Regions from separate parts of the Oncorhynchus mykiss genome. Here region 1 is linked to region 2. Evidence: chromatin contacts called from public Hi-C data. All regions are on one chromosome and are shown on one strand. The core of a region is the stretch at or near the end of the contact, and the rest is flanking DNA. Distances in the headings are between cores, read along the strand shown. Region 1 holds the start of LOC110493265 (PR domain zinc finger protein 2). Region 2 holds the start of LOC110494637 (forkhead box protein J3).

Evidence for each region. Hi-C and Micro-C count contacts between places; a contact is called where the count stands out from the background.
Region 1: a contact with region 2 is called in a Hi-C map of blood, with 3 times the contacts expected there. A contact is called at or near these places in 2 of 3 Hi-C or Micro-C datasets (blood and liver).

What each region holds. Positions count from the first base shown.
Region 1 is chr17:78,921,899-78,925,188 of USDA_OmykA_1.1, forward strand. LOC110493265 (PR domain zinc finger protein 2) reads left to right here and starts at 1,672. Exons shown (of 4, transcript XM_036948224.1): 1 at 1,672-2,751. The coding sequence starts at 2,727.
Region 2 is chr17:78,746,037-78,749,467 of USDA_OmykA_1.1, forward strand. LOC110494637 (forkhead box protein J3) reads left to right here and starts at 1,802. Exons shown (of 11, transcript XM_021569877.2): 1 at 1,802-2,029. It also overlaps the pseudogene LOC110493264.

The DNA of each region.
Region 1 (3,290 bases), core at 422-2,921, 180 kb after region 2:
CGTTTTCATAACATTATCATCCAGATAACCAATCTGTCCTCTGTAGGTGTATTTTCCAGCCAGGGGCTGGATGTGTGTGGATGCTAGAGACCCCATGAAGGGGAACTGGCTACGGTATGTAAACTGGGCACACTCCACTCAAGAACAGAACCTTTTCCCCATGGAGATCAACCGAGCCATTTACTACAAAGTGTTACGGGTAATTCAGACATGAAGTCTCACTGGTAAAATGTTATTCTCTAAACATTTGAGCATTAAAGCAGAGTGATGGTTTTCTATTTAGGCATGTGAATGCAAGAGTACTGGCTATTTAGCGTTCAATCTTCTCTGTGTAACATTTGGGATAATGTGCCAATTTGTAGTACAACGCATTTCTCATTCCTGGATTGAGGTACGTTTTCCCGAGCCATATCTCACGCTGGCTCCGCAGCGTCTTAATCTACACAGGGATTCTGTCCGACCCTAGTGCAGATGTAAGCAAGCGGTCGGATCTGCTGGCTAGTATGGGGGTTATTCTCATTGAAGCCAAATGAGAGAATTGTGGTAAACTTTTTTAAATAATTCATGCAAAATACAAATTTGTATTATGCTGTCTCTGCTATACTTGGGTATAATAAACCATTTATAAAGGAATTGACAAAAAAAAAATACATAGTTTGCCATCTACAGCTACTGAAATGTCAGGACCTAACATTCTTGTTGGACTTGACAGGCACAACAAGAGCCCAAGTATTTCATCCTGTCTCTCAGCAAACCTGTCTCTGATTTGTTCCCATTCTCCTCTTTTCTTGTAACAGCCAATAGGACCCGGGGAAGAGTTGCTGGTGTGGTACAATGGGGAAGACAACCCTGAGATAACAGCTGCATTAGAGGAAGAAAGAGCCAGCAATCTGAACAAGAAAAATTCACCCAGGGCAAAGCGAGGTAAGGCGTACACCCCTAAAATTCTAATTTCTCTATTACATTTTGCAGTACATATTTACCAAGCTCTTCGATACGATAGCTGGCAGTGGGTGGCAGAAGTCGAAGGAAATTGTCCTTACGCCCATTCGAAGTTGAATTCTTGATAGCATGCTAGCTAGCTAGCTTCGCTAACAGTACAGTGAGGTGTAACTAACTAGATGCAGTAATTTTCCTTTCCAAACTTTCTATCTCAAATGTAGTTTTATGTTACTGTTAATTCATAAAGGTTGATTGCAGCTAAATTGGTAGCTATTATGTAACAACACAGACAGCACGATACTGTCAACATTGGCTTGTCGGATAAATAAGTTAGCTACCTAACGTAAACGTCACCACGAACCAGCCACCGAGTTTTCTGGGATGTGTGTGACCTTTCCAGACTAGCAACTTATTTGCGAGCCACGTTATTTGATCCGTTGATCCATTTGCTACTTACCTATATTTAAGAGGTATCCAATTAGCTAGTTATGTTACAGGACTTGCAGGTTAGGGATTGCATAGTCTGATCGGTTTGTTTCACTCTGCTGTCAATTCAGCTCGGGTAGCTAGCTCGCGAGCTAACAGGCTAGGTCAAGCACGGGCGTGCTAGACTGCAAAGTGCTGGTTTTTGTGTTCAGAAAATAACTTAAACAGTTGCCGTTGTGGTAAAGGGATGGTAGATTACTCGAGGTATGTGTCATACATGTGCTGTAAACCCTTAGCTACATCTAGTTAGCTACCTGGGTACGTGTATCAGTTTTGTCTGTGCCATCGCTGGGAATATGCCTGCCCTGAAATGAAACACCCTTTAATAATGTTCGACGTAACAAACACGATTTAGCTGAACGGTATAGGTTTCTTATACTTTGTCAAATGTTCATGTTTCCCAGGTAAGTGAGCTCCATTTTATTTGGCATCGGGACTGTAGCTACTAGCTAGCTAGTCAGCCAAAGTCAATGCAAAGTTGAGGTAATGTAGTGCTGCAGACTAGGCCCAGGATGCATGTAGTTGCACAAGTTCTGTAGTCCCACCCTTCCTTTCTCAACAATACCAAATCTTAAAATCGAGTTGCATTTTGCATAATAATTACCTGCTAGAATGAAATTCATACTTTTTTTCCCTCTCTCTTTGAAATTGACCTCGGGTTTTCCTTTCAATATGAATGACTGTCTATGATTGTCAAGTTTGTTGTAGGCCTATCTATGCATTCAACCCCGGTCTGTTTTTAATTTGCACTGATTTATTGACTGAATAGTGATCGGGAGACGCATAGGGCGGTGCACAATTGGCCCAGCGTCGTCTGTGTGAGGGGAGGGTTTGTCCGGGGTAGGCCGTCATTTTAAAATAAGAATTTGTTCTTGTCTAGTTAAAGGTTAACTAAATAGTCACGTTCACACCAATGCCCAGGGCTAAAAGAGTTTTTATCCCAGGGCAAAACTGAAACCACACGGATTACGTTAATTTGCGTGCGAGTAGAGCGTCAATTAACATGCACTAAGTAGTTTATGCCAATGTAATTGTCATGAAAAGCCATAATAAGCAGTTCTATTTATGTTTGCTATGTAGCCCTTGTGAATTATTGTGTTCATTTTGACTCACATTATGTCCCACGGGAGCCACCGTACCTGCCTCCTGTTATGTTGGATCACGAACAGGAGCGTTGTAACGTTAGTTAATACACCCTAGCAGTTTTTAAAGAATGTAGCTAGTCTGGTTATTTATACATAACTGTATTCTCTCTTGAACGGAGTTCGAGTTTCCCAGTCGTAGCCTGCCTAGGCTATATGTCTGTGCTTGGCATCAACAAAGGTAGGCATAAAGTTATTGCTTTCAAATATGTATTATTGTCACTGGCAGCTAAACTTAACACAAAATAGACACTTTCTAACTAACTTATACATGTCACAATTCCAGACGTAACAATGCACAAACGGTCTTTTGTGGCGTTTTATATGCTCGCTGTACCGGAATTGCTTCACGTAGATGCGGGGGGAAAAATAGACTTGCGTTCTAATGTGAAGTGCATGACGGCATTGACGCTCGCGGCCTGTCTGTTTTCTCTCATTCACTACGGTGCATTCTAATTCCAGCGTTTTCACACTCATAAAAAAAGTGGTCTTGCTGGCCCTGCTCCAGAGCAGGGTGGCACCGACTTTGCAGGGCTAGTCAATCAGTGTTCCATTGTCTCCTAATTTGAATATTTTACTCCAGAAAAGTGACGGTTGGTTTCAGGCAACTCTGTTTGTGTGGACACAGGCTTAGCTTGCCCACGACCAGTTTTTGCCTGGGACTAAGGATAGCCAGGGGCTAAGAACATTGCCATGTTAAAAGGCCTATTGAGTACTATC
Region 2 (3,431 bases), core at 552-3,051:
ACTGGTGTTTTGCGGGTACTATTTCATGAAGCTGCCAGTTGAGGACTTGTGAGGTGTCTGTTTCTCAAACTAGACACTCGAATGTACTTGTCCTCTTGCTCAGTTGTGGACCGGGGCCTCCCACTCCTCTTTCTATTCTTGTTAGAGCCAGTTTGCACTGTTCTGTGAAGGGAGTAGTACACAGCTTTGTACAAGATATTCAGTTTCTTGGCAATGACTCTCATGGAATAGCCTTCATTTCTCAGAACAAGAATAGACTGATGAGTTTCAGAAGAAAGTTATTTGTTTCTGGCCATTTTGAGCTTGCACTCGAATCCACAAATGCTGATGCTCCAGATACTCAACTAGTCTAAAGAAGGACAGTTTTATTGCTTCTTTAATCAGAACAACTTATTGCTTCTTTAATCAGAACAACAGGTTTCAGCTGTGCTAACATAATTGCAAAATTGTTTTCTAATGATCAATTAGCCTTGATCAACTTCGATTAGCTAACACAACGTGCCATTGGAAGACAGGAGTGATGGTTGCTGATAATGGGCCTCTGTACGCCTATGTAGATATTCCATAGAAAATCTGCCGTTTCCAGTTACAATAGTCATTTACGACATTAACAATGTCTACACTGTTTTTCTGATCAATTTGATGTTATTTTAAAGAACAAAAGATGTGCTTTTCTTTAATAAACAAGGACATTTCTAAGTGACTCTAAACTTTTGAACGGTAGTGTAGGTCCAAGAGGCTTCTAAACAGCTTCTACCCCCAAGCCAAACTTTTTAATGATAGTGTACATAATATCTAAATTACCTCAAATACCTCCTACCACTGCGTATTGACAAGGTACCGGTACTCCTTGTGTGTATAGTCTCATTATTGTTATTTTGTGTTACTATTCCCTTTTCATTTTTTTGCACATTTTTCTTACTTAACACTACATTGTTGGGAAAGGGCTTGTAAGTAAGCATCGTAAAGTCTTCACCTGTTGTATTCGCCGCATGTGACAAATAAAATGTTATTTGATTTAGTCTGATTACATACAAAGAGTCTACACATTAACCTGAAGTGATACAAATGGCAACTGCACAATAACACAGTGACCAGCTACTGTATTGACAGCGTGGTATCTATGTCTCCGTATTTGGCTATAGCTACATTCAACACACAATGTAATTGTAGATCATTTGCTTATTCCCATCACATATTTGTGATGGGAAATATGATTGGCAACCTGTTTGCAGCTCAAGTGAAGCATTTTCAATGAGTACCCACTGGAGGCTCTGTTTTCCAACTGAAAACTGTATGAGGAAGCTGAAACACTGTATATACTGTACTAATAGTGATCAGACATTTTTGATTCCAGCAAAGTATGAATTAACCAAAAATGTCAATATGTCTTATAACATGAACATTACTAAGATAGTGCTCCGTGTAGAAGACTAGATGCTGCTAACAACAGTATAATCTGAAGTCAAGGATAGTAGTCAAATTAATCATTTTTTGCAATTAAATATTACCTTTAGTAGTACTGTCATAACTCCTGTAGTAAGATTATTAATAGCTAAAAACACATTAATTTTATTTTTTATTTTTTTGTTATAATGATTCTGAGTAAATATGTGTTTTAATACTATTATTGTTTTCGTTTTATTAAGTAGTTGTAGCAGAGGCAGAGGGAGAGAGACGGCAGGGAGGGGACTAGTTTTTGTGGCTGTGTACATCGTAGAGTGCAGTAATACAGCCAGTGCAGTTTGCAATCTGCATCGTTCTTGAATTGTGTTGGAAGTAGTTCCGGGTATTTTTGTGTTGCAAACGACAGAGTCCCGGATGTTGGTTGTCGAGAGAAAGGGAAAAGGCGGAGAAGCCGAAGAGGGACGCCACGGGCACATCAGTGAGGGCACAACGGGTCTAATCTAGGACAAACGCCAAGAGAATAGGCACCTGAGGGACTTTCTTGTTGAAGATCAGTTGGAAGAGGAGTGGGCAGTTACTTCAACACTTCCCTGGACAAAGGCAACGACCACATATACCCAGGGTAAGTGAGCTGTAAGAACATGGGAATGGAAGTTGAACTGAGGCCCGTGAAATGGACGACTTTCATGGGGAAGTGAGCTGCACTGAAGTTCTGGGGATTGAGTTCAGAAATCAGGGCCTCTTGTCAGTTATCTTTTTGCTGGGACGGAGCCTATGGGGGCATCATTAGTAACGATCCAGGTAGCTCGTTGCCAATTAACTAACATGATAGCATGGTTAATCATTTTAGCTACGTTAGTTAGCTATAACTCTCTAACTTGACAGCTAGCTATCTAGCGAACGTTAGCTTACGAGCACCATTGATAACTGAGCAACTTTGACAGCTAGCATTCGTCTTCCATATCGTCAATTAGCCAGTTAGCTAGCTACCAAGTCATGTTGTAAAGAGAACCGAACCTCTTTTTACATGGTGTGTTGCTAGCTATAATGTTAGCCAGCTGTTTATCCTTGCTACTGTAACGTTAAGTGGCAAACGTTAGCTAATTTGGGAATTTTCAGGTTAGTCCAAACTGTCACACGCTCTGTCGTTAGCTTGACTGGTTGGTCAACTTGGTCCCTCACACCTCATTAGCTGTTAGAATGCGGTTCGTAGTCTGTGGGATTCCCCCATATAACGATGGAAGCTAGTATAAAACAATCCAATTGGATGTCTAATAAAAAAACGAATGCATTGGCAAATTGTCACTGGCAAGTTTGGCTACTAAGAACCACGAAAGCACTTGAGGGCAAGGCTGTGTTGATTCAGGTTCTAGTATTTTATTTGCACAATTTTGGAAACTTAATCCCACAAAAAGAGATCAGGTCTGGCTTGTCTTAATCAGCCATTCTTTAAATAGCAGCTACAGTGCTGTCTTCATGCACATGCAGCCCTGAAACTGCTGTTCAAGTTTTTCTGTTTTCAATAATGACTTGAGTAATTTATTTTATTTCACCTTATAACCAGGTAGGCCAGTTGAGAACAAGCTCTCATTTACAACTGCGACCGTGCCAAGATAAAGCAAAGCAGTGTGACAAACAACAGAGTTACACATAAACAAACGTATAGTCAATAACACAATAGAAAAATCTATGTACAGTGTGTCCAAATGTAGAAGAGTAGGGAGGTAAGGCAATAAATAGGCCATAGTGGTGAAATAATAAAAGATGTAGCATTAACACTGGAGTGATAGATGTGCAGATATACAGGGGTGCAAGAGGATAAATAACAGAATGGGGGTGAGGTGTGCTATTTACAGATTGGCTGTGTACATGTACAGTGATCGATCGGTAAGCTGCTCTGACAGCTGATGCTTAAAGTTAGTGAGGGAGATATATGGTTTTTTTTTGCACTTCGTTCCAGTCATTGGCAGCAGAGAACTGGAAGGAGAGGTGGCCAAAGAGGTGTTGGCTTTGGGGATGACCAG